Regions from separate parts of the Mus musculus genome. Here all the other regions are linked to region 1. A link is a contact called in public promoter capture Hi-C data. All regions are on one chromosome and are shown on one strand. The core of a region is the stretch at or near the end of the contact, and the rest is flanking DNA. Distances in the headings are between cores, read along the strand shown.

Evidence for each region. Promoter capture Hi-C pulls out the DNA fragments that hold promoters and counts their contacts.
Region 2: a contact with region 1 is called in a promoter capture Hi-C map of embryonic stem cells, with 2.2 times the contacts expected there. The contact joins the enhancer-like site here to the promoter of Marchf1 in region 1. A contact is called at or near these places in 1 of 39 promoter capture datasets (embryonic stem cells), 1 of 484 Hi-C or Micro-C datasets (cerebral cortex), 2 of 115 datasets of contacts at active chromatin or transcription factors (forebrain and neural progenitor cells) and 1 of 9 other capture datasets (embryonic stem cells).
Region 3: a promoter capture Hi-C map of hippocampal neurons shows a contact between it and region 1, with 3 times the contacts expected there. The contact joins the enhancer-like site here to the promoter of Marchf1 in region 1. A contact is called at or near these places in 2 of 39 promoter capture datasets (hippocampal neurons and pre-B cells), 1 of 484 Hi-C or Micro-C datasets (cortical neurons) and 2 of 9 other capture datasets (embryonic stem cells and liver).

What each region holds. Positions count from the first base shown.
Region 1 is chr8:65,615,827-65,620,725 of GRCm38.p6, reverse strand. It overlaps Marchf1 (membrane associated ring-CH-type finger 1), which reads right to left and starts at 2,686. Exons shown (of 9, transcript NM_001293784.1): 1 at 2,544-2,686.
Region 2 is chr8:65,206,856-65,211,588 of GRCm38.p6, reverse strand. No RefSeq gene overlaps it. Among named protein-coding and RNA genes, the nearest start is that of Smim31, 80 kb to the right of the region's middle. Within about 2 kb of position 2,343, at least 6 of the 459 cell types and tissues checked have an H3K27ac peak or open chromatin away from gene starts, as enhancers often do. A contact at or near this core is called in embryonic stem cells, where this site is marked.
Region 3 is chr8:66,020,652-66,025,405 of GRCm38.p6, reverse strand. The region is part of intron 3 of Marchf1 (membrane associated ring-CH-type finger 1); the gene reads right to left. Among named protein-coding and RNA genes, the nearest start is that of Gm24205, 21 kb to the right of the region's middle. Within about 2 kb of position 2,330, at least 8 of the 459 cell types and tissues checked have an H3K27ac peak or open chromatin away from gene starts, as enhancers often do. A contact at or near this core is called in hippocampal neurons, where this site is marked.

The sequences.
Region 1 (4,899 bases), core at 1,437-3,936:
TAACTGTATTCGTATTTTCTAGTGTAGAGTTCTTCTATAGTGAAACAACTAAAGTATTTGTGGCATATCTTAAAGAAGATTAGGGAAACAAACTCTAATTCAGGAACACCATTTTATCTTCAGCTTTTCAAAAAATAATATTGTACATCCTATCAAATATGTACTATTCATTTATGGGACACGTCTTTTGTGAAGACTTTCCTTACATATTACAGATACAGTCATAATAAAATGAGAAAACATTTTTAGCTTGAGGGTAGGTGGTAAAGCATTTTTAATTAAATTATTTTAGATGTGAAAAACAACTTTTGCTTTACATTTTTATTAACGTGGAAATGGATAAATATCATTTTTAAAGGCAATATCATTTATGTGAACTGAATCAAGTGTTGCAAAATGTTCTGCTTGTCATTGCCAGCTGAATGGGGGTGCACATATGTATGTGTATATGCATTTGTGTATGTGTGTGTGCACGTGCACACTTTAGGTCTATGCATATGCTTAAAGATAATCTGCTATCATACTATCAGATAGAAATAGTCAACATGAGCAACAGGTATTCAGAAACCTTATCATAGAATTGAGTGTGCTCTGCAACAAAGACACAGAAAACAAAGGTGGGAAAGGAAACCTTTAGAGGAACAGAGCCTTTTGTGACAAGAAGTCAAGACACAAATAATGCAATAAGCATTCTTTTTGTTTTTATTATCACAGAAAATAAAATGTTATGCTGATCTCAGCAGTCCTGGATAAAGGCAAGCTCTCTGGTCAAATTATCTGTCTCTGCACATAGCTTCACGTAATCAAACACTTTGTGTGCTTCTCAGAGGAGACGAACATGTAAAACCCAGAAAGAGCTCCCCTCAAATCAAAGTAACGCGCTGTGATAGCCTTCCTAGTTCTGTGACTCATATCTATAAATATGAGTCCTAGTAGCTCAGATCTCCCTACACTCCCAGTACATTCATTATTCCAATCATCCCCTATCATCTTTGCCTAGAAAAAAAAAACAAACAAACAAAACACAACACAAACTATTAGAAGGGGAAATCATAGAGGAAGAAAATATATTTTGATTCTCTGTCTTATAAGACCTTCATTAAGACCAGCTATCTTTAAAGAATACACAATAATCTAAAGGAAAACACTAAGCCTTTACAGACAAAACAGAATGATATTTGAATTGTAACTGGTCTTACCTTATTCTTGTATCCTGTCATTATCTTAAGGTCACTCACACCAAAATTTTATACCTAGAATCTTCTTAATGATAAGTGATTTTTCCACTTATCCAAGAATATGTATTAGCTATTGAAATTTATTTAATCTGTCCAACAACAGAGCTTTGAAACTCCTTCTTTTGCAAGTGTACCCAAAGTATCAAGATTTTATTGGTTTTCATATTCATCACAAGGTGGTTAGTGGGAGGCTGACAGAAAAAAAACACACGTGTTCATATGAATATCACCATTTTCTTGCGATATGAAAATTGGACTCTTCCCAAACAGCAGAAAATCATAGATAAAGCATGTGTCCCCAGGGCAAGAAGCCAGCGAGCTTGGGTATTGGTATGTTGACGCACAGGGTGCTACTCTCAACTAAGGCACTTGAGCAGTTTCTGAATTGCTTCAAGTCCACAAGGTGCACCACGGTAAAGATAGTGATGTATAACCTATTTATCCAGCAAATCTTTTCCATAGTAACAAAAGAAAGTGCCACGAAAACCTGGAGCTTTTAAAATTCTCACTGGACATAGCTCGGCTTCCATTCACTCTCCACAACAATACCCCAAAGAAGCGCATCAGAAAGGACAAAAGATCTACAGAGCCATTCTCTGTTAAGTTTCCTGTTTCCCTTTGCACCACTTGGTATAAAACTTGGGCATCTCTCTGTATTCGCCATCTACTTCACTTCCTTGTGCGCCAGAAGCCAGTTCCACACCTGGATAACTGCGACACTCACCATGTGAGCGCAGGACCCTTCCAGAGTCTAAAGTCCCAGCTCTCCACTTCCTTCAGCAGGAAAACAGTGACATCTCTCACCCAGCAGCGCTGGGCTGGGGAACCAGTACTAAACCCAACAGTTGCTGAGAGTCTGATTCAGGTTTGAGCGCATCCGCTTTAAACACAAGACAAAGGCTGCACTTGGTCTTTCCTGGTGCGCGCCCTTCCCTGGGTAACTGGTACTCTCTTTCTCTCTCCAATCCACCCTAAAGGAAGTCACTGAAAGGAATTGCTTTCAGAGGGGTGCGGCTGCGGGTGTAAACAGCGCTGACTTGTAATCCACCAAAGGGGAGCTACCAGGACAGCACCCCGCTGGGGAAGCCTAGCAGAGAAGCCTGCTTCTAGCGGCTTGGGTACCAATTTAAGCAGGGAATCGGGACCTCCTGTGCTGAACCCACCTGGGCAAAGTCACCTGCCGCCTGGGCTCCAAGCTACTGTTGTGCCAGGTCTTGTGCTCTGGAGCACGGACAAGCCTCCCAGGACCACAAGCCAAAGAGGACTCTGCCCAAGGCTGATCAAATGGTCTTTACAATCACTCACCGGGGAGGGTAAAGTAGCTCAGGCCGGCAGGCTGCGCGCAGCCGGCATCCCAGGGCAGTGGCATCCTCCCATCCTTTGTCAGTGGCTGGCGGTGCACTCCTCAGCTCACAAACGTGCAGCCCGGTGGCAGGCAGCCTGGCTCTGGCTCGGCTCCCCAGCCCTCTTTCCTCCTCTGAGCCTCCTCCCCTTCTCTGTCCCCCTCCACCAGCGGCACTCACTGGGCTCCCATGATGTCATCCAGTGGAAATCTGCCATGCTCAAAAACTGGAATAATCCAGCACTCACATGGGGAAAAGCAGAGCAGGAAGAAGACACAACGGAGTCTTTACTTATTCCTAGAACCTAACAAGAACCTGTTTAGCTGGAGTCAAGGACAGGACAGAGTAGAGACTTCAGAAAAGGGAAGAGTGGGATGCACATGGTGGAGGCAGAGCCTAGATAAAACAGTATTTTCTGTTCTGGTGACTTTTAAATCAATATCTAAATTAGTGGTGAAAGGTAAGGGTAAGGAGAAAGTTTTCTTGTCGTTTTTGTTGCTGATATCCTTCTCTTGGCTTCTCGGGAGCTGAGGTTCTGTGATGATCCCTGTGCTACAGGCAAGAGAATGAAGACAACCTCCTGGAACACTGGAGCCTGGTCTTAGCAGAAAGTTCCTCCTGTCAGTTCCTGCCTTGGTGATGCGCAGCAAAAGTTAAGAGGTGATGAAGGGTGGATGATCTAAGACAGGAACACTGGAAGACCACTCCTCTGGGATTGGAAGGCACCAGCAGAATTTCGGGCTACCTTGGTAATACTCCCCTTCCATGCAATCACCAAAGACTAGAAGGTACTCTAGGGACTAGGGAACATCCTAGGGCAGCCTCTCTTGGCTTCCCCAAGGGTTGCCATCTAGGAGGGACACAAGTCACATAGTGTTTAACAAAGGTGTGATGTTGTTGTTTAATGTTCTTTATAACATTCGTAGGAGTTATATTACGGGCATCAAATTGGCCAAGTAGCCTTAATACTTTCAAAGCTCCATCAGTATTAATATACAAGCACAACCTACAATCTGAGCCATATGCTTACGTGAATCTAGAACACACATGTATCAGAAACTCTTGCTGTTAAATATCAGACCCCTTGGTGCTAGAGAGATGCTGGGTGGTTAAGAGCACTGACTGCTCTTGTGTGGGTTCTGGGTTCAGATTCCTAGTAACCACATTGGGAGGCTTACTGTCCTTCACCACACCAGTTCCCAGGGATACAATGCCCTCTCTTGGAATCTGTAGGCACCTGCACATTTGATTCATAAATAAGCATTCAGATGCACACACATATGTAAAATTAATAACTCCCAATAAAACAAAAAAATGCAAGACTCTAACATCTGAGTTTTTTTTTTTCCTCAGCTATCTATGCTTCAAGGAGTCTCTTGACTTTTGCAGGATAACTTGCCACTTCTAACCCCAGGAAGACATTGGAGAACAGCAGCAAGCAGTGTTGACAATGAAAGTGTACCTCCTGGGCACAGCATCTAGACTCTATTCTGTAGAGGTACACCTGCTGGAGTAGCATTCATTACAAATGTGGGTACAGTTAGAAAGTCAGTATCTTTTGTAAAGAGAAAGAGGACTCCACATAGCAGTAACAGTAGCAACAACACTGAAGCCTATTCCCTTTATTAGAGAGGTTAGTTCATGTATTATGAAATTTAAAATTCAGTAAGGCTTCTCCCAGCAAAAGACAATATATTACCTGTGAAAAAGCCATACTGATGTTGGAGTAATAGCTCAGAGGTTATAAGTACTTACTGCTCTTGGGAAAGACCTGGTTTAACTTCTAGCACCCCCAATCACCTATATCCCCAGCTCCAGGGTACCCAATGACCTCTTTTGACCTGCACAGGCACTTGGTATGCTAATGTATACATACATACATGCAAGCAAAACACTCATAGACAGCAAAGAAAAACAAGCTTTAAAACAAAATGAGAACTTATTTTAAATAAAATATCCAAAAAAGTCTGTGATGCATATAGTTTGGAAATAACATAGTAAGTCTAAAAGGGTTAACTTTCACTTAGTCATTTGCAAATTGGAATATTTGAGGTACAATAGGCATCTTTAACATTTTCATTTTATAGCTATATGTATCCAATATCTTTGCTAATATCCCTACCTTTTAAATATAACATTGATAATTTTTTAGGAATTTCGTACATATATAAAATATATTTCAATCATAGTTACTCTACCCACCCCTTCTAACTCTTCCTAGATCTCATGCAACTTCCTTTTCCAGATTCATTTGTTTTTAAAAAGTCCAACTAAGTCTAATTTATGCTCATGGGTATTCTCATGGTTAGCTGGCCAAT
Region 2 (4,733 bases), core at 1,094-3,593, 410 kb after region 1:
GAACTTTATTTTGAACAACACCTGGATAGATCAGTAATAACACTGTTTTGAGTTAAAAATAATTCCCTGGAGGTGAGGTGAGGGCCCAAAAACTTCCATAGGCAGGGTTTGCAAGACAAAAGCAGTGCCACACAAACCCATCTGAGACTGCTCTGAGCTCTGCATTAACTCAAATACAAATATTTCTTAATCTGAGTCTATTACCCAATGATTACTCCTCGTGCAGTGAACACGGGTTCCCGGGGTGCAATTCTACTGTCTGTCTATGCCTCTAATTTTTGGACAGTCCTTCCTAAAATGATTTATGTTACCTTGGCACTGTGAAAGTATTGCTTGTACTGTATTCCCCTGCAAAGCATCAGCCATAGCTAAACCATGATTATGAGGGTGCAATTTCTACACAAAGACAAATATATCCAGATAAGTCTGTCTTTGCTTTCTATAACCGTATGGCCAAAGTGAGCTGCATTAGTGTTCTCATAAGACAATTGCGTAACAAAAGGAACCCCTACTTGAGGGTCTCCAAAAATTCTACTAGCTGTTTTTAGAAGTCTATCCACAAATTCCTTGAAACAGTTCATCAGGAGCCTGTTTGATACCAAGTAAATTCTCACTGAGATCTCCATTCCAATCTTGGGGGGTTAAATTTTGCTTCTACCTGTATCCAATAAAGCTTGTGTAAAAGGGACAGGGGGCCCATACTGACTACAGTAGTTTTTAACTTTTATTACTCTTGCAATCATCCTAATTACAAAATATGGGTGAGTTAAGAATCCTGAGCTTGCGATCAAACTGCAAACTGCAGCCAGTAGTACACTGGCAGTTTTAACCATGATTTTTAAGTTTCTTTTGCAATATTAGAGCAAAACTTTCAAAAGCAAAACACAATTTTAAACAATCCATTCTCTTTAAAATCAATACCAAAAGCATTACTTTCATGTTACAAAGTTTGGCTGCCAGTTCTTATATATGAATGCATGACAATGCAACCTTTAATACTTCATTAAAGAGACTTTGTTTTAAATCTCATCCCTTATAAGTCTAATTTCTAGGATAAGAATTACATAAAATGTTATCCCAATTTAGAAGTATCTTTAGTGTCCTGGTTTCCTGGACTGGTTCATGCCATGTGTTGTTGTTTAAAATGACTCCAAACCTGAGTTACCAGTTTTAAGCTAACTTTCTTGTTACCAATGTTACAAATTTTTAATCATACACAATAACTTATAAGCCAATACTGTATGGTCTAGACATGCACAGCATATTTATACCTTTAAGACCAGTCAGAAACAAAATGAAGCGGCTACATAAATCTTATAAATTTAGACCAATCGAAGAATTTTTACTTTTTCTAGCTATAATTTCAAGAGAGAAAGCACTTTGTCATTTGCTGAACCAAATAATCACAATTGCAGAGATTTTTCTAGGAAAAAACAACTATCAGCTTATTTGCTTTAGAACTTGAAAAGCAGCTGCCCCCCTTTAAAAGCAGCTTTTCAGCAGGGCCTCTCCTGCTGTGCTTGACTCCTGGCTAAGGGTGCAGGGCAACTAAAACCAGCCTCTGCTGTGCAAACTGAGACTGAATCAAGAGATGGAGAGCCAGCAGATAAAGTTTTAGCCATTTTTTTCTTTTCAACATAAAACAGAACAACAGTCATTCAGAAAACAAAACAAAAACAGACACAGATTGACAAGTGGACAGATTGGTGCACCAAAGACAGACAATACAGAGAGGTAAGAGAACTTGATGTAACCAGAACTAAGGATGTCTCCTGTAGGGGCCAGAGAAGACACAGGATGTTTCCTGATTTCCTTCTGTCCCTAGGAGAGCTCCAAAATCCATTTTCCCTCTCTCTCTCTCTCTCTCTCTCTCTCTCTCTCTCTCTCTCTCTCTCTCTCTCTCTCTCTCTCTGTCTCTCTCTCTCTCTGTGTCTCTCTCTCTCTGTGTCTCTCTCTCTCTGTGTCTCTCTCTCTCATGTTATTTGTATATCTAGCATCCTCTTGCTGTTGTTTGTTTGTTTGTTTTTACTATTTTATTTTATTTTATTTTGTTTTATTTTATTTTATACCCTACTCCTCACACCTGAAGCACCTCTTGGAGGCTGTGGACAATTGCCTATATAAAATTCCCCATCCCAATGCACTGCCACCCCTAGCTGATATCAGCATTGGGCCAATGTTGACCTAGTCTAGCCTGTATCATTTTGCACCCTTGCAATCAACAGCCTTAAAAAGACGAAATTTATAGTGCTAACACTAATACTATATGTTGCTTACCACCATGCAGGATATATAACTTCTACCGTTTTCTATGCAGGTCCGTCGAAGACAGTGTCCTTCAGTTGGTGTCCCAGTGTTCAGGCCCCTTGTTTGGGTGCCACCTGTAATGATCCAGCAGCAATGGAGGACTGGGTATACCTAGAAGAAGAGCTGGAAATAGAATTAGGATGAGCAGATGAGAGAAATAACGAGCCAAGACAAAGTTCTCTGATAAAGGCTCAAATTTTAATGTCTAACTCTGAATATACATGAGAAAACCCAAGGACCCATCCCTTTGTTTCAGCTGGATTGAGCTGCAAAGTAAACTCAGTAGGCAGTCAGCTCCTCAAGGGTCGGGCAGGAAGATGCAAATGTAGCAAAGCCAGGTGCCTGGCTCCAGCTCTGAGATTTGTTTGACCAACTAAAGGTTGGGGGAAGGGCACAGACAAACTATTTGCATTCTGCACAGATTTATTGCAAGATTCAAACAAACAAACAAACAAACAACAACAACAAAATAATCACACCACCAGTAAAATTAGTCACAAAAGTGTGAAAATTACCCTTTTTATTTGAGATGTGGGATGTAAGATGTGGATGCAGATAGAAAATACCCGGATCAACAATGAAACAATGAAAATATGTATTTCTTAACATTCTATGTTAATGGGCAACATTTTATTATAATAACTACTCTTTCTTTTGCATTGGGGTCTCATGTAGCCCAGTCTAACAACCAAGAACAACCTTGAGCTTCGTGTCTTCTCTCTCCACTTCCCCAGAAAGGCAGCGTCAAAATTAAAAATGAGGCTCAGAGGTGCTACCTAACTACGACACTAAGCACAGTTCTAACACTGCTAGAGACTTTTTTAAAAATCTAATTGTGGGGAAATTCTGCTAATTAAAGTTGAAGTCTACAAATGACAGGATAGCCTTCTGGGCCTCAGCGTGTAATGGAGGACTTCCTTCATTAGCAGGGTTTCTCCTTCTCTGACCTTGCCCAGGAAGTTCTAAGTCCCTACATTCACCTCTACTTGAAAAATGTCATGTAGCCTCAATTAGCTTATAGGACCAATATCTTTTCTCCTGACAAAACCTGTTCAGCTAGCACCTAAGATTCCTGAAATGTTTCTCCATACTAATGAGACATTCAAGGTACTCTAAGCCCCCAGCCAATGACATTTGCTCATACTGGGTGTCCCTACCTTCAGTCCTCAAAAACTTCATAAGCCTTTAATCACTCCAAGTAAAGTTGATCTGCCTACTGACTGTGGGACTTAGTGTGGTTTTTTTACTGTACATATTCACAGGGCTTCCAAATCCCCAATTTGATGTCTCTGCTCCCACTACCCTCATGGTTTGAGTCATCTAATGAGCCATGAGAGTGGGTAATGTAATCACTTTTATTGTAATAGCATACCAGCCCATTGCATAGTAGTTTGCATTTTAACTCAGTATTTAGAATTATTTCAGACTGTATTTTGTTACCCAAAGTCAGAGACTTTTTTTAATACCAATTTTTGCTAGCTATTATCTTTCTTACAAATTTGGACCACTTGCTGAGCCCTTGTTACTGTGTTTTGACAGGTGAACTAGATCCTTTTCCTTCCTGGACAGTAGATGAGGGTACTCTTAACAGATCTTAGATCTTTTAATTGCATTTTCCAATTGTGTGGGGTGACACTATCTTATCTTTCACTGTCCATTTGTTAATATAATAATAACGCCATATAAAAAAGAAAGCATCCAATCACTAACAGTTGTAAGCAATTTTCATGGCTAACACCATGTGCCACAGGACTCAGGAGAAACTTGGGAAACAGAGACAGTGTATAATTAAATACCTGTGTGCTCTTGAAAGTTATTTCGGAAGCATCAGTGAACAGAAGTTTCATAGGGAGCATAGGAACTTGAACTTAGCCTTGACATGTCACTGAATATGTATGATGAACTGGGCGGCTTTCCAGTGAAAGGAAAGGCACTGCATCAGGAATTTATCTCTTTGCTCCCTGGTTTGCTTGGCCTACTGCTGGCACTCAGTCAGCACAGATGAATGAGGCATATAGACAATAGTGATATATGGACAGCCTTCAATTCCAAAGACACCTAAAGATGCTCAGAGTGTAAGAACACAAGGCAGTATGCCACAAAGTGCACCTTCCCCATGATCTAAAGTCTCCTTTTCTCACCTATCTTATTTTCCCATCTCCTCTCTCTTCTTCCCTGCCTCTGGTCCAAACTAGCCCTGGACTCAAGATCCGCACCATTCAGCCTCTCAAACACTAGTGCCCAAGTGTCCATTAGAATTCTAACTCATAAGATTCTTCATGAACTTCTAAACTTGCTATTCTAGTCCAGGACAAACTGGGGGTTGTAGGGGGCAGGGGCTGGAGGTTGGGGAGAAGCCTGGTCAACTCATCCACTTGCACAGCAGACATCTCAAAGTCAACTGACTCCTTGAGTGTTGGCAATGT
Region 3 (4,754 bases), core at 1,081-3,580, 410 kb before region 1:
AGATACAGTCAAATTAAAATGAGATCTTTTGGGTGGCTCCTAATCTAGTTAATATTCTTTATAGTTTGTGTGGGTACAAAGAGAAAGCAGCAATCTGTCACCTAGCAGAGAGAACTCAGAAAAAACAAACAAACCCTCGACTCTTGATACCATGATCATAAAATTTTAGTCCCTAATTTTGAGGAAGTACATTCCTCTTTTAAATTACCTAGGCCATGATGTTTGTCACACAACCTTAACAAATAAGTAATGTGTTTAGCATTTTATGGTTTTCCTAATACTTCTCAAGTTATAAGCTAATAGTTTGCAAAGCGTCGGGTAAAATACAATAATTGGAATGAATTTAAATGCATGCTTCTAAGACTGAGTTTTGTATGTAGGAATCTGACCTCTCATTTATGTATTTTTGGTTGATGAGTGAGTGTTGTGGATGGGACTGGTGCTGTTCATCTCCTAATGAATAAAGGAGCCAATCACTGGGCAAGTAGGCGGGACTTCTGGGTTGGATGGAGAAAGAGAGGAAGCATGAGAGAGTTAGGTGCCTTTGGAAAGCAGGCAGCATATAGGTAAGATGTAGCTGCTAGAGTTTCCTGGTATCATGGTGGATCCACAAGGATTCATCACTGGACCAATCAGATTTTAATAAGGCTTACAAGATTAGGTCTCAGTTGTTGTACCCGACATTAAGTTACCATTGTTTCTGAACTAAGTTTGTGTTTCATTTTCCTTCACACAGTGGCTTGTCTGAGTTCAAGAGAGTCAGGTATGGTGGCAAAGTGTGGTTTTGCCAGATGTGTACCACAAAGACCGTGGTGGATTTGAAGCATGGGGTTGGCATGCTAACGACTTGCCATTGGGAACTTAGAGAACTGGATGGAGAAATTGTGGAGTTCTGAGTCAGAGTCTCCATGAGATAAAAACAAGCGGGCCATTGCCGTCCAGCGTCTGCCAGTGCATGGCTGGCCAGGCCACCCGGGCAGAGGCACAAGTGTGGGGACACGCGGTTTCATTTTGTAATATTTCCCGCAACAGATGAGGACAAATCTGTCTAAGAAACTGATCCATAACAGCTTAGGTTTTTGTTTTGTACATTTGTTTGTACAATTCTGAGAAAGAACAACATAAAATGGTTTTTAAGATTACTGCTAAGTTAAACAGTTTTCTCATCAAGTCTTGCAATTTCTTTTATACCTAGTTGTATTGGCCTTAAAACTTAAAGTTATGTTCTAAGTTATAAGATTAGACAATTATGAGATAAAGTTAGTAGGACCACTCACCTGCTATCTCTATTAAACTCTTCTAAATATGCCTTATTCCCCAAATAGTGAGGCAGTACTTGGCTCACAGAGTTCCTGCAGAGATTAAATGAACTATGACATATACAGAGGAAAAGAACCATCTAGGGTAAATCTCTAATCTTTACCTTCAGTTGTGTACATTAAAATTACATGCTTCTTACATTCCACAGCATTAATTTTGTACTAGTCATTCAACTTTGGCCAGAATGATTTAATCATTCTTTTGTAAATAAAACCTACCACATTATCAACCAAGGTTTTGTCTCATTCTTATAAGACACACAAACTATTTTAATATGGAGAATTTGACATGGAAAACTTATTATATAGATTTGTGTAACTAAGAAAGCAAAACAAAGAATTCTAAAGTATGCAGGAACTCCAGGTATCAATGGACATCTCCCAGGCTAAAAGGGATTGTTTGAAGGTTCTCATTTCCCAGAAGTTCAGAGGAGGGCACCAGACACCAATAATTTAAATATTTATAGGAAAAAGTGACAGACATTGCAATATCCCCAAGGTTATAGTGACTCAATGAAAGGATGGCCATCAAAGAAAAAAATGAGGCATTCACATGAATGGTTCGTATAAGAACTAGGAGAAATAAATTTGGCATTTTGTTATAGAGCAGGCAATTAGGATGGCCCACTCTCCACCGTGAATGAGCTCCATCTAAGCAGCTGATGGCTTGACAAGAACAATGACTTGCCTTCTTCAAGAAGAAACTGTTTGATATTCAACCTGAAGTTCTTCTCTTTGCTCATAGCAAACTATTCTATTTTCATCAGCTTTTAAACATGCCAGCCTTTTAAATCTTGCAGCCAATTACCAAATAAAATAAAACAGTCTGGATATAGATATAGATAGATATGGTGTCATTTTCTCTAGAGAACCTTGAACAATTAATACCTGACTAATATTTACCTTATGATGTCACAGAGAGAAACCAGAAGTAAAGAGTGTATGTCTCCTAGGAAAAGGTAGTGGCTAGCTACCCACAGTACTTCCTGGGCACTGTAGAGCAGGAGCTGAAAACTCTAGGATCAGATGCTACCCTTGTGTTTGTGATAGCTTTGTGTGGGCAGATTCAGGCTGACTCTGAAAATATGTGAAGAAGCATAAGATATAAACCAGCTGCTCTTGAGTGATCAGGATGACTCTGACAGAAACAATTCTTCCAGCTTGATGAGCCAGTGAGTAATAGCAGAGTTTACTGGAAAACGGACTGCTCACAGGCATCCATGCTACTGGACATCCCCCTGACAACTAGTCAATAGCGATCCTTGGAGCAATTCCATCCCAGTCTCATTCAATCTCAACGATGGACAGGGTCTTAGGAGGAACTTTTAATGGTCTCATAAGAGTCTCATGAGCCTCCTGGACATGCTGTTTCCTTCCACGAGAGAACATTAAGACACCAGATCTTGCAAGATTCTCCAGTGAATCATCACGGCTGCTCTGCTTTTAAGAGAGCAATACTCATGTACCATTCAAAGGAGACAACAATACTATGGACTAGACATGATTCATCCTTAATCTTAAACAGCCATATCTATACACTTGAACTGCCAATCAAGCACAAACTGCTTCTTCTTGAATAACAAACTGTAAATATCATTAATATGTGTGAAATAATTCTTACTGTTTCCCTACAAATAAGGTTTGAAGTCTAGACTGTCTCCTGTCTGTCTCTAGTGACAGAAGCTCATGTGTCACTAACTCTACTATATGTTTACTATATCTCTATTACAGCTATGACTATACTGAAACACAGTTAAATATCAATATGAAGACTTAAGTAATAAGGGATCAATGAGGGGAAAACTTACAAAACACATGTACATATATCTGTACAGCTAGACACACACTGGACATATGCAAAGCTGGTGGGATTGTCATGGTGTCCTGTCTATTATAACAAATCACAGACGCCCTCTGATTTGAGCTGCTTGTGGGTAATCTATGTCTTCATTCCTAAAATAATCTGAATCCTTAATGGATAATACATATTTTAATTAGAGTCACAAAAAAGTCTATTAAATTTTGGCATTACAAACTAATCCTGGATTCTTCAACACATTCTCCTAGTTTACAGTCATGGTTGTGATCTACTTTGCTTCTACAAGTAAGATCAGTAATTCTACCAAGTGCAATAACATGTTTGTGTATTCAACCTCTGGAAAAGCATACAATAACTGGATGGCTGTCTCAAAACAGGAAGTAAGAAATTCCAACCACTTGTATCTAAATTTTTGGGCATAGATATACAAATGCTACAACAGGGTTATTCAGTGAACAATGTGATTTCTATTAATCTCTTCATCCCCAGGTTTGTACATCCATATATGAATTCATATATTCATAAATGGCTATGGAAAGTAATGATGTGCTAACCTGATCATTATTCATTACTAAAAGTCTTCTATTTGCCATGCAATATTAATGTCACTTTTATAGAATATAGTCTTTAACCTGCATGGTAATTAAGTTTCAATAGAAAATTACATCAGCCTATCAGATCACCTGCTTTAAAATGATGGAGTGAATGGATAAAACCAGATGATTCTGTGAGTAAGACTTTATTGGCACAATTCATTAGAGTGAAATGAATAGTTGATTCTGGGAAATGTGGTGTGAAAGAAAATGATGGTTTAGCATCCCCATAAATTATAATAGTAGAAGTATTAGGAGCATTGAGTACAAATGTGTATACCGAATACAGTCTATATATTTCAGTGAGAACAATAATTTTCTCTTTATTGGTAGATGTCCACTGACATGACTGGATGGTCCTAATTGATAAAGATGCCAATAGTAAGCTTTGTGTTCATTCTGGTAATGGAGGGATTACTCTTTTGTAGTGGTGGTAGCCAGATCAGCCTTGGGGAAAGTAATTACACACTATGGAGCCAAAATCCTAGCTTTTGTTCATGCCACTTTGTCCCTTTGTCCCTTTGGGGTTTAATAAATATGCATAGATGAGTGGTTTAAAAATGATCAATTTATTCCTTTAATGTAGAAGATATATCTAAAGTGAGAACAAACAGTAGCTGATGTGCTTAACTTTGTCTCACTGGATACTTCTTGTAAATGAAGCTAGTCATGTTTTCTTGTGGGTGGAGACATTATATCTTCATGTACACTTAGTGTGTTTTTGACTAGGGTTGGTACAGAGTAAGACAATATCTGAAGTGCATATGTCCCACCCCCCAAAGATCATACAAGTATAAACAGAGATGCCCAAAGATATAAAATTCTCCCTATATGTGATGCTCCTATAAACCTCACTAGTCTGAGTCCAATACTGGGCATAGTTGCAGAGTCAGCACAGGAAGGCAGCCTGTGGGACCTTTACATTTCAAATGCTATCCATAAGGTCCCCTAACCCCCTCCACACACACACACACTCCCCTACCCACCCATTCCCACTTCTTGGCCCTGGCAACATAGCATATT